Linked DNA regions of Rattus norvegicus: region 2 is linked to region 1. A link is a contact called in public Hi-C data. All regions are on one chromosome and are shown on one strand. The core of a region is the stretch at or near the end of the contact, and the rest is flanking DNA. Distances in the headings are between cores, read along the strand shown. Region 1 overlaps Foxn3 (forkhead box N3). Region 2 holds the start of Foxn3 (forkhead box N3).

Region 1 (6,383 bases), core at 3,822-6,321:
TGTACAGAGTTTGGAAAAGTAGTTAGGTCTTGAGGAATTCCCCACCCCCATCTCCCAGGACCCCAACTCTCTATTCACTTCTTCCCACCTCTAGTTGGAAGAGGACCCTTTATCCCTTAGAGATGTTAACTTGGATGTGACTCCCAGTTGCCTGCTGGTGGGAGTCCCCCACCTCCACACTTTGCATGTCAATACACCATCCAGTACTGGCAGCCTAACTCGGTGGCGAGTCTGGAAAGGATACCCCCCCCCCCCCCCCCCCAGAATGTGGTTTCCAGAACTTGTAGTTGTCCGAGTAGTAAACTCCTAGACCAGGTGGCCACTAGTTCCCTGCTTTACTAAACACCATTCCGAGAAGGCAAGTCACAAACCACCTTTCAGTGTTATCTTCGAGCCAAAATGAGTTTGAAAAAGGCGACCGGGTAGGGCTCTGCAGGGAGGGCAGGTCACACAGTGTAAGTGGACAGTGCTCTGGGTCATGGGGTGCTCTGTGCAGGTATGGTTACTTATTCAGAGTGGAGGTGTGAGGGTCCAAAGAGACCAGGAAGCCACAGAAGTGCAAAGGCCCCCGAAGGAGGCTGGTATGAACACCTGGGTAAGCACTGGGCCAGGGAAAAGCTCAGCCAGGGCAGACTGAGTTGTGTCTTTCTGTAAGCACACAGTATCGGTCCTCTCACCTAATTCTTCCTGGAGAGCGTAGAGTTCAGCCCCCTGTGACCTGGACCCGCACGTATACGGTCCCTATGGAGTCTGTCTTGTTTATCCCATAATAATCCTGGAAGAGAGAGCCAACATACCCACCTTGGAAGAGGACTCCTGGAGAGGCTGAACCTTCTGATCAAAGCAAAACTGAAAAGTGTCTCTATGTTTGAACTGCAGAGTTCCCCTCATCCCCAAGCCCTCTGAGTGTGACTAGAAAGCTGCCCTTGGTCAGAGAAGGCCAGTTCTTCTATTCTCCTTTCAGGGATGGCAAGGAAAGCTGATCACACCCCAGAGCCTGCTGCTGCTGGCTTGAATACTAGCTCTGCTGTCCTTGAGGCTCAGGTCCCTCATCAGGAACTGTACTTACTTCAAAAAGCTCTTGACAGAGCTCCGGAGGAACAGCCCAGGATCTAAGCCTCCACAGGGACGGATGCCTTTAAGGAAAGAGTGCAAGCTGGGTGGTGGTCCACGCCTTTGATCCTAGCATTCGGGAGGCAGAGTTGGACCTGGGCCGCACAAAGAAGTCCTATTTTGGAAATAAAACAGCAACAAAAAGTATAAAGTAAAACACAAAAGCAAACCCAAACCTGAGGTGTGAGGAGAGGTAGAGCAGTGGTTAGGGCAGTGGTAGAGGGCTTGTGTACAGTGGTTCAGTCCACAGCACCACAAAAACCCCAAACAAATGAAAACCACGATAAAGTGGAAGAGTGAACGCTTCAGATGGTCAAAGGAAACACACCAAAGAGTATATTCAAACCGAAATATTTAAAAATCCGGAAAACCAACATGCTTGTTCCCCCTAATCGCTCCTGCCTGCTTCCACATGGCTGCCTTCCTGCCACCCCCTGGCCTGTGAAGGCTGTAGCCATTTCCTCATGGTTTTGGAATCCTTTCTGCGTGGAAAACTAGCGAGACCATTGGTTCATTGCTCTGGCGGGGTTGGTTGGGAATACTTTGTTATTGTCTTTGCTAGCTTAGGAAACCATTAAGGCTCATACATTATTGTTAATGCTGTACAAAAGTTTTAGGGAATATTGTCAGTTTTGACAAAATTTCTTTTTTTTTCTTCTTCAATACAGCTAAGAAGTTTCTCTCTCCCTCTCTCTCTCCCTCTCCCTCTCCATCTCACTATCCTCTTCCTCTCCCTCTCTCTCCTCTCCCTCTCCCTTCTAATGTTCTCTCTCTGTGTCTGTCTGTCTCTGTCTTTCCCTCCTTTTTCAGGAGATGACTCTAAGGTTTCTATGACATATAAAACAGATAAAGTGTGTAACTCAGTGTCTGTTGTGTCGCAACTACTCAGTAAACTGAGCCATTAAGACTGTCCTTTCCTCTTCTTGATCACCAGTGTTAGTCTGTGTGCTTCAGGATACCAAGTTGAGATTTGTGTCTTCACCACCCCCCCAACATCCCCAACCCCACCCCCTGCCCCAGTGAGCTTCTTTCCAGTTAAACTCTAAGACCTCAGAGGACTTGTGCTTGCTTCTGGTCATGTGCACCGCTGTCTCTCGTAGCAGTGGATTCCCAACAGTTAATTTCCCATTCATAACTCCCTGTTTATAGCAGGACTCAAGGACCGCGGCTGTACTCCACTCATTACAGCCGACCTTAAAAGTGCTTGGGAAACAGTTTGCAAATCGAGCCTTTTAAGTCGCTTTAATCTTACCAAGTCTGGTCACTAAACCTGTCAAAACGTCATTTTTTCCCCCTCTATCTTACTTATTCTGTTAAAAAGTTTTACCCTATTAGAAATTTCTCAGCATAAGAAAGTAAACTTCACTGATCACTAATCCAATATGGGTGTCTGCAAAACTACTTCTGGTCACAAGCCCCAGGAAAGCCACCTTGACTTCAGACTACAGAGACCCGTGGGTTCCTGCTTTGAGTCTATCTGGATGGTCCGCGCTTAGCTAGCTCAGACAGAGCCTTTGTAGTTGATGGCTGGGCTGGGCTCACCCACCCTCAAGGCTTGGGCAGTTTGGGAGAGGGAAAAACAGTTGCTGATTTGCTTCCCAAGTCTTTTTCCTTTCCAGGGACTCATTTGCTTCATTAAATTAGGGGTTTGTTTGACATTACTAGGGATTCCTGCCCAAGGCTAAACTTGTAGATTTCATCTTTTTTTTTAAACATTAGTCAATATTTTTATTTTGATATGTGTGTGTGTGTGTGTGTGTGTGTGTGTGTGTGTGTGTGTGTGTAGACACTCTCACTCCCTCAAACACAAGGCAATTCTCCTACCTCAGCCTCCTAAACACTAGGCTTACCCAAGTCATCCAGGGGACACTGGAAGATGCCTTAATCTCTTTCCAAGGGCAGTGCCCCCAGTGACCTAAGGACCTTCCACAGAGCCCTGACCTAGGTGTCCATCAGCCCATACCACAGCACACTGGGGACCAAGCTTCTAACATGGAGCCACACTTATTTTTATCTTATGTGTGTCTTAGGGTTTTACTGCTGTGACCAGACACCATGACCAAGGCAACTCTTATAAGGACAACATTTAACTGGGGGCTGGCTTCCAGACAGGTTCAGAGGTTCAGTTCCTTATTATCAAGGCAGGAGCATGGCAGCATCCAGGCAGGCATGGTGCAGGAGGAGCTGAGAGGTCTACATCTTCATCTGAAGGCTGCTAACAGAATACTGACTTCCAGGCAGCTAGGGTGAGGGTCTTAAAGCCCACCCCGCAGAGTGACACACTTATTCCAACAAGGCCACACCTCTTAATAGTGCCACTCCCTGAACCAAGCATATACAAATCATTGCAATGTGTTTTACCTGCGTGGATGTCTCCTACACCACCTGGCTGCAATGGCCACCGAGGCTATAGGAAAGCCTTGGATCCCCTGGAACTGAAGTTAAAGACGATTGTGGGCTGGAATTCAAACCCTGGTCCTCTGGAAGAGCCAGTGCTCTTCATCATGGAGTCATCTCTCTCGTCCTGTCTAGTTTCATCTTACTCCTAAGTACAGGTCGCTTGACTTTTGTTTACCTTTGTTGTCCTCTGGCCATGAGGATGGCAGTACCTTCCTTGTGAAAGAGAAGGAGTAAATAATACGAGTGCAGGCAGGACTACTGGCACGGTTCCTGCCCTGCAGGGCACTCCGGAGAGCTGTCCGGTGAGAGAGCTCTGCTCTTGTGTTCTCCGTGAGCCTTTTGGATGGCGTCCTTGAGGACTTGGTGTCCGTTGTCTTGACTGCTGTTGTTCTGAAGCACAGAATGTCTTCAGCCAAAATTGACGTCGTTCGTGGTTCGCCCCAGGGAAAGTAGGAGCAGGGTGGTGTTCAGACTGTCTGCGGACACGCCAGGTTTCTCACCAATAGCAAGAGGGGTGTACTGTGCCTGTCAGACATGCTGCCAGGAGGGACGGAAAAGGGAGGCTCAATTTCAAAGTAGTGTTCTGTCCACACCCTTCCGGGTAGAGACAGAGTCAGGGGAGAGCTGGGGATCCCGAAGCAGGGCTCTGTTTCTTGGTTGGAATTGGAGTTTTGCATTGTGATGTTAGAGTTTCCAAAACTTTACGCCAAGGGCCAGCAAGCTAGCTCCTCTGGTCCTTGCTGCCAGTTGCTATGTATGACCTGAGTTGGATTCCTGGGACCTCTGGGGCAGAAGAAGAGACTTGTGCACACTGCCCTGGGTGTCCTCATCCACATCCACACGCATACACCTAAAGTAATACAGTCAATGAGGCAAACCCAAGTGTTTATAAGGACTCAAAATGTAAAAGCAACAAAAATCAAACCTCTCGGCACATGCATGGGGAGGGAAAGCTTCTAGTCTGTTGCAGTGTGAGTTTGAGTGTTGATTGTGAGCTGGGTGGGTCGGTGTATGCCTTCAACCCCAGCACTGCAGAAGCAGAGGCAGGTGAAGCTCTGCGAGTTTCAAGGCCAGCCTGGTCTACATAGTGAGGGCTGCAAAGTGATATTCTCATCTCAAAAGAACCCAAACCCAAACTAAAGTAAAGGAGCAACAAAAGCTTTTCTAAGAAGTAAAATTGACCAAAAATAGAAGGAAAGAGACCCAAAAGCAACTGGCAGGACTCTGGTGGCAAGGCCTTAAAATTAGATCCGGAAATGTGAGTGGAAGTCTATGAGGGACACAGTCAAGTGCACAGATCGCTGTGGGTAGGAGGCAGGGGCCTCAGTCAATATTGCAGTATTGCCCTTTTTCTACATTAAAAAAAAAGTGTTTTTTCCTTCATTGAAAAATGTGTTTTTCATCTCAGGCAATAGAAGCAGCAGACAAAGCTCTCATTAAGATCATGCAAGAAACTGAAAATGTGGAAGATTTTCCTTAGACAGGGTGTACCGGGGGCCCAGAGTAAAGTGGAGTCTCCAGCCTGCCTCTGCTTCGCAGCCACCCCCAGCCCTGAGCCAGCACTCTACAGTGTCTAACTTTGTGCTTTCACTTTTGATTAGTTAGGGCCTCCGTCTGCCGTGGTTTGAATATGAGGCTTTTCTGTGGCTCCTTTTCAGAGGATTCCAAGCAGTTTTAAAGAAATACATAATGTTCAGAGATCTTAAGTATTTGTTTGGAGACTTTAAATCTGTCAGGCAGATTTGAAACCCTTCCAGAGTCTTGAAAATGGTAGCCGGTGAGCAGAAAAGTGAGAGGGGACTGTGTAAGCTGCAATCCATGCTTTTAGCAGCAGCAGAAGCAGCAAGCAGTTAGGTCTGTAAAAACAGAAGAGTGACAATTCTTTATTTAATGTTAAACAGGAAACCGAAAGCAATCTGCAACACCGTGGTGAGCTTTCAAGGAACCTGCTATTTATCAGTGCTGGAAAAAGCCTGCGGATGGTTCTTCTATTTGCTTAAGATGATAATGTCTTCTCGAAAATCTTAACCCAAACATGACCGCCAGAAGCAGGGTCTCTGTCCTATCCGCTGGTTTGACGGCAACCAGTTCGATCCAGAACCAAAGGAAATTTAGAAGCAAATTGAAGAGCTCTCTAAGATTTGGGCAGGAACTCATGTTTTGCCTGTGTGTGGGGCTGTCACTTAGCCAACATTCGAGTATGAATATTCTTTCTGAAGACCTGGGCTTCGTTTTTAAGGTCAGCCTTCAATTTGGAGAGAATATAATTTGCTGTTATTTTTAGGGCTTTCATGATTACTTTTAATAACTAATGAAAAAAAACAGCAGAGAAATAAATGTGTAACAGCTGTGTCTGCTTAACTTGATTAAACGCAGCAAAAAAAAAAAAAGTAAACAGAAGACTAATGTGACAATAGACAAAGGGGACAAGTGTCCCTGTCATTGTGAGAAGTCTCACAGACATAACTTGCCTCGCGTCAGAAGGCCGGCCGGGTCTGTGTTTAAAGTTTACTTTACTGTTTGTCTTGAGTGGGATCAGTGTTGTAGTGAATAATTTATAGCCAGCATGAATGAGCTCATTAGTCACCTTTTCAGACTTTAAATGAGTTTTGTGGTTGTCATTACTCGAGCCTTCTGTTCAGCCGCAGAGCAAAATGACAGCTTGGCAGTTGGCTGCCTTGTGGGGGCTGCCTGTGCCCCTTCAGGTCTGTGCTGGCTTTTGTGTTTCATTGAGACCTTGCTTTTCTTGCTCTGTGGCTGGGCTAGGAACTCTCACATTTCAGTCTTATGTACTTGAAGGCTCAAAAAAACATTTTGGAGGAAGTTTAAAAACAAAACAAGCCCCCCCCCCCAAAAAAAACGTTTGGTGG
Region 2 (6,712 bases), core at 2,636-5,135, 150 kb before region 1:
CTACTAAGTTACACCCCCAGTCCCTCATTCAAAGAAGATGAGCGTGTACTATATATCAGACATCATTTTGCTTTGTTTTTGTTTCAAGACAGGTTCTCACTCTGTAGTCAAGGCTGGCCTCAGACTCTCAGCTGTTCTGCTGCCTTGACCATGCGTGTGCTGGAATTAAAGACACGGCCAGTTCAGGCACTTTTATGTTCCAAGCTTCCTGGCACCGTGGAACTTCTGCTGCGATGTGTGGAGGAGACCGTGGATTATCAAGATCGTAGTAGATCAAACACGTTAGAAAGTGGTGAGCTCAAAGAGAGAGGTGAGAACAGAGGAAGAAGCAAGAGATGCTGGAGAAGGGACATTGGGCAAGGGCTTACAGGACATAAAAGGGGTCACGCGGAGACCGCAGTCACCTTCAAAGATCAAGGCACCCAGGCTCAAGATTTACATCACTTCTTCAAGGGACAGCGTCTCACTGGACTTCATTTTCTGACCCTCCATGGTTTGGCAATGCCTGAGGTGTTCCCTCCAGTGGACCTCCCTCTCTTCATTCTTCTGTACAGCATGGGGAAATTACTCAGGGATGATGAGTCACAGCAGAAACCTAAAAGCAACCCCAGGGTGAACAGTTCATGGGAAGTGGCCCTGTAGAAGATTCAGCGAGGGGCAGCCCAGCATATGATGACATTGGGCAGGAAGAGGAGATACCGTTCTCTGGTTTGCCTCTTCCTGCAATCTGTCATTTTTCCCTTTGTCTCCTCTGGGCCACACCCCACCAGCAGTCAACTGGTTAGGGACTCTTTGACACCTGGACGGGTACAGGCAGCCCCACAACTCAGAGGAGGATGCGCTTAAGGGTGGCTCAGAAAATAACTGACAGTTGGCACTCAGGACAGGGCAGCAGGGAGGTAATTCAACTGCAGCAGGGTGGCCACCACAGTTGTTTGCTTTAAGGACATTTGTGCCTGGTTGTTTCTTGTCAACGCCACACAAACCAGAGTCACCAGGGAAGGGGGGCCTCAGTTGAAGAACTGCCTCCGATAGAATGGCCTGTGGCCATATCTGTTGGGCATTTTCCTTTTTAGCTGATTGACGTGGGAAGGTCCATGATACCCATTGTGTGGGCAATACCATCCTTGAGCAGGTAGGTCTGGCTCTGTGTGTGTGTGTGTGTGTGTGTGTGTGTGTGTGTGTGTAACTGAGGAGCAAGCCACAGTGTTCCTCTGTGGTCTCAGCTTCATTTCCTGCCTCCAGGTTCCTACTCGATCCTCTCAGTGATGGATTATGACCTGGGAATTATAAGATGAAATAAAGTCTCCCGCAGGCAAACTAGGATGATTTCATTCCCATGGCCTAGAGTATTACCTTAACCTAATGCTTGATCCAGTCACAATTGGAGGAATGAGTGAATTTGAGAATGAATGATTGAGTGACTCGGGCCTTGAGCCTGCTTAGTAACGGGGCTGCTTTGCGACATCTCACAGTTCCCTGTCGATGCTAAGGCTACTTGGATCCTACCGTTCACACCATTTTAAGGTGACACGGACACCGACACGGATGGTACAGCTGTAAAGTCATTAGTGTTTCCACAAAGAGGTCAGATAGATCCATCAGGTGACTTTTACACAAGCCCTTCCAAGTACCTCACCAGGAAGGAGCATACACCTCCTGATAGCCCTTCCCTGACTGGCCCCTTACTCAGCTGCTGTACTCTTTTGAAGTTTCTGTCTGTGAGGTTCAACATCATCCAGTCCTTCACCTGGCTAGGGACAGGTTGGAACACATCATGAGAAGTGACACTCGGTTTTGGAGGGGGGTGGGGGGTGGGGGGGAAGGAGGAAGTGGAAGGCCACAAACAGATCTGGCTGCTAACTTTCCCACGGGCGCAGAAGAGACGAGAAGTGACTCCCCAAAGGGCCATCAGATGCCAAGTGCTGCTGGGTTGGCTCAGGGATATTCAGGGATAGTGAGTGGGTCTCACTAATGGCTCACCTTATATCTAAGATACTTAACTTTGGGGCCCACAAAACCTTTCAGAGGGGACACTAGAAAGTGATCAGTTTCTACTGCAGATACACACAACGCGTATAAAGCGGTCAGTCGTGTGTCTGACAGAAAAAACAAAAACAAAAACAAAATACAGCAACAGTGTACCTGGGTGACTAAGGCACTACTTAACTGGGAGCTAGAAGCCCCCGGAGAGAAATCTGAATGGTCCAGCTCCTTCTAGCAAAATTTCTCAGCAGTGACTAAAATATTCTCAAGTACTTCATGTGGCCATGCTATAGACTGGGGCTCTGTTACAGGTAAGAAGGGATGCTGGAATCCTACTGCGTTCCCACAGTGCTTGCAGAGAGGTAGGAGGGGGACAGATGGTATCTTGCTGCAAGGGGTTGGGGGTTGGGGTGGAGAGACCTGAGGGAGAGATTCCATCCTCACTGGTCACCAGTCAGGGAGCTTCAGACCAGTCCTTTCTTGAACCTCCATTGCCTGTTTTCTCTTGGAGGCGTGGTAAAGATCACAGGAGAAGTACTTTGAAGATGGGGGAAAGTACCACGTTACAACACTAGGTGTGAAAAGAGTCACCTGTGATGTTCATTTAATAATGTTTAAAAATCTTCCATTACCTTTAGCTAGCCTGCACTAGAGAGGGCAACGGCACTTTTCAAAGGGACATTTTCTGCTCTCGAAATAGAAGTCAGAAGCCGCGGTTTTAGTTTTCTTTTTGGTGTAAACCACAGCACCGACCTTTGTTGCTATTAGCAGTCTGACTGAATCGTGACCTTCTAACTTGGTGGTATCTGAAGGCTCAAAGAATTCTTGAAGGAACACTTGCCAAGCCTTTCAAACAGGTTTCCTCAACTGAAGCACTGTTATGAATTAGGGGCTAATGGAATTGTCTTCTTAAAGGAGAACCTGCAAGATTTAAGTGACCTTCCAGGTGGGCCACAGTAAATACAGAACCAAAAAGTCGCGCGAGAGCCAGGAGGGTGGAGGTGGGTTGGGGTGGGGTGGGATGGGGGTGGGGCTGGGAGCAGTTGGTTTAGTTCAACTCTTACAAGGTAACACTCTTGCTCAGAAAGAAACGTAGAATTTTTACAGTCCCCCTAATGGTAACAAGCTGATCTGTGAACTAATCTAGGATCATAATTTACTTTTGGTTTATGGGATTTGCGAATTTTTCGCATTTGTTTTAATTTGTAATTAAGTTTTCTCTACGAGGCACACCATATGCCACCATTAATTCTCTCTAGTTGATTTCTTAGGAGATACATGGGTGCATATTTTGATGTAATTTTGGAGGTCTTTTGAAAATCAGATGACTACGTGGTGAGCCATATGGGGCTTTGTTATTTAAAACACAAATTATAAAGCTAGAGAAATCAGAATGGAAAATAAAAAAAAATGTTAATGGGGGCAAATTGGGGGGGAAAGTGGTTTCAAGCGCACGAACTGTCCACTTTTTTCCCTCCCGGATACTCTGAAATCTCCGAGGATCCCGCGATGTCTCTTACCTTCTGCAAGCGCACTCTATACCACAGGTGCACGGAGCAAACCTCTCGGCCACGCTTGTGCATTCCGCCCGGGCTGCAGATTCTAGCATCTGCCTTCTGGGAATTCGGCGGGAGCCAGCGCCTTTCTTTGCACACCCAGGCTTTGGCACTGAGCTCCGCTTTCTCCGCACCCAAGGCTGCACGGCTTTCCCGCTCGTGCTTTCCCGGGACTCCCCCCCTCCCCCGCCGCCCCGCAGTACGTGCAGGCTGCAGAGCGGGCCGCGGCCCGGGCGGCGAGCGCTAGGACCCAGCGGGACTCCGGGCCCGGGTGGGAGCCGAGCCGCCGACCCCGGGCAGGCGCCGGGCGCTGGAGCCGGGTGTTCCGGCCGCGGTCCGTGCAGCTCGGCTGGGAGACGGCGCGAGCCGGCGGCGGGGCCCCCCGCGAGTCCAGCGCCGCTGCAGCCCCCCAATGCGGCCGCGAGAAGCAGCTGGGGGGCAGGCGATCGAAGGTAAGGAAAATCCAGCTCGCTGGCTGTCTAGCGAGCCTCTGCCCGGGTTAGCATTGTCACCCCAAGCCTCGCTGCCCAGGCTGCCCATTTTGGGGGGCACCCTTGGCTTTTTATCTTAAGGTGTCCGCCCCCATCTGTGCACCTAGTTTCGGATTGATTTATAGCATGCAGCCCAGAATGGGGAAGATCCAGGGATGGCGAGTTGCTTATTTTCGTTAGTTTTTGTCTCAAAAGTAAGTTCATTTAAAAAAAAAAAAAAAGAAAGAAAGAAAAGGAAAGAAAGAAAAGTTTTTTTTTCTGGAATTTGTAGATAGCTGGTTTTACATTTTTATTTTAAAAAATCCCAGACAATGGATATTTATAAAAATTACCGAATAATTGATGTAATTCTGTTAATGACTTCGGAGGGAGGCGGCTTTGGAGGGTCCCCAGGCATGACTAGTATTTTCAAGGAACTAACGTGTTAAATGTGGAGTTTGGTTGGGGCAGAGTTACAGCATCGCTGTCGTAACTGTTTTGCTATCAATTATAAACAGAGTGTCTATGGGCAGTTTAAACCTCTTTTTCAAATACCGGAGCTGCATATCCCGGCGTGACATGGACAAACCGGAGTGTCCGTTGAAGGAAGCAGGAGTGTTTCTGTTTTTGGAGAAAAACGTTGTTTTGAGGAGAAAACCCTAGATTCCTAGCCCGGGAGACTATTTTTCATGCTTTGTTTATAGTCTGGGAATGACATTTGGGAAAGGGGGACGCGGTCTTTCTTGGGAGCTTTTAATCGTGGGGGTTATTAATTTATTTAATTTATTAGTTTCAATTGGTTGGGCTCCGGGAGCCTTCCGTCACCAGGTTGTGCTAGCGTTGGGACACATGATTGCGAAGGGGAAACTGCCAGCTCTGAAAGGACTGGACCCGGCTGGTGGAAGCTCCCCCGTGGCGCTGTTGTAGGCTGGGTGCTCCAGGCTCATTGAAGAAAATGGGAATGGCTTTTCCTGGCTGAGGAAGACATCAGTATTTCCCTTTTGTTCCCTGTTTTTTCATTGATCTCCAGCTCTGCCTTAGCCAGGGGGAGCAGCTCAGAGGGTGCAGAGAGCCCTGAAGACTGCACGAATGTCTGGAGCCCGCTCTAACTCTCACACTGATTGGTCAGTCAGATGGGGACTTAGGAAAACAGTCACCCGAAACCTTCTTTTAAAACCTTGTCTTAATTTCAGATCTGCCTTCTCGTACATGGGTTCCTGCGTGGTTTCTTTTTTGATCTGGGTGCATCTGGCTCTCTCTGGGTGTCTTCATCTTTAATTTTTTGTTGTTGTTTCTATCCAGATAAAGTAGGCCATTTTGGTGACAAATTTCTTTGCAGATGTCAGCTCCTAGCTTGCACTGATAGATGTGGGGCTTCACAATACAGGCTCAGTGATTTCTGTTCGTAAGTTGTAGAATGCAAAGTCAACTTGGAATTAATTTTTCCTAATTTTTTTTCAATCTGAGCATTTAAATAGCTGCACCAACAGATGGATGCTTAACTGTATCATTACTTTGATAATTTAAGTGCCTTGTGAATTAGCGTGTTTCTCGCGCTAAATCTAAGTCTTTAGACAGTGAAAGGGAAAACAGACAATGAGGGGCAAGCAATCATGATCAGCTTGCAGACTGTTGCAAGAAATTGTGGCGTCTGCTTTGAGCAGAATACATTCACATCCAAGAAGGGGGGGGGGTGCTGTGGGGGCGGAGTTCTCTCACCACAGAAGGCTGAATTAGAGCTAGGCATGAAGCGGGATCTCTGTAAGACAGCCTGCCGCTTCTGGACATCTTCATTTGAGCCTTAAAGTGCCTCATTAAAGAAGCTGGGTCCCAGAAGTTGTTAACCGTATAAACACTTTTCTGATTGGTTTAAATATTTAGACACAGGAAGTAGATGGTATCTAGTAACCCAGGAATGGAGACACGGTTGTCATAGAAACTGAGGAGTGTAACCCCACCCCACCCCCACCACACATGCATTCACTACCATGACCACCACTTAAAAAAAAAAAAAAAAAAAAAAAAAAAAAGCCCTGCCTGTCATCACAGATGCTTGGAGAACTTGCTGGCTTCTGTTAGTGTTCCCACAACATCTGTTGAAACCTGAGACCATGCCTGTCAAACCAAGGTCATTTTACAACAACCAAAAAAAAAACAAAAAACAAAAAACAAAAAAAAAAACCAACACACACACACACACACACACACACACACACACAAAACAGCCCTCTGGATTTCATAACTGTATTTTTATTGAAAATAGTTCAGGGGAGAGCCCAAATGCCAGGGTGAGTGTTCATGCTTACTTAGCATTTCCCATCCTCTGAGTTGAACAAGGGAAAGGCTGCAAAGAATACATGTGAGCCATTAATGGTAGAGCTGTGCGTCTGCTCCTAGAGGTGTGTGTCTACTGTTAGCACAAAAGTCCTTTCTGCAGCCTTAGAGACCAGAATGCTGCCTATGGAGGGAGGGCCCTTTGGCAAAGGTGCAGTGAAGTGTCTTGATGCTTGCTGGCTGATTCCAGGTGGAGCTGAGGCGTTTGATCTTGATGGTCTCTAGGATTCTGGACAGGTTCTCTTAGGCAGCCTAGGGCTCTGGGGAGCCAAGGGCAGGGTGTTCTTGGTGGCTGGGCGGGGAGAAGAGGAAGTGCTCCTAAGTGGGATGAGGACGAGGGTTTCCAGACAGCAAATACAACTGCCC

What was found. Hi-C and Micro-C count contacts between places; a contact is called where the count stands out from the background.
Region 2: a Hi-C map of Schwann cells shows a contact between it and region 1, with 2.9 times the contacts expected there. The contact joins the promoter of Foxn3 here to the enhancer-like site in region 1. A contact is called at or near these places in 5 of 12 Hi-C or Micro-C datasets (Schwann cells, frontal cortex, kidney and 2 more) and 1 of 1 datasets of contacts at active chromatin or transcription factors (oligodendrocytes).

The regions. Positions count from the first base shown.
Region 1 is chr6:124,416,314-124,422,696 of GRCr8, reverse strand. All of the region lies in intron 2 of Foxn3 (forkhead box N3), which reads left to right. Among named protein-coding and RNA genes, the nearest start is that of Foxn3, 150 kb to the left of the region's middle. Within about 2 kb of position 5,071, at least 40 of the 93 cell types and tissues checked have an H3K27ac peak or open chromatin away from gene starts, as enhancers often do.
Region 2 is chr6:124,569,213-124,575,924 of GRCr8, reverse strand. Foxn3 (forkhead box N3) reads left to right here and starts at 3,885. Exons shown (of 7, transcript NM_001108047.2): 1 at 3,885-3,994. LOC102550560 reads right to left here. Exons shown (of 5, transcript XM_063262634.1): 3 at 3,507-4,021.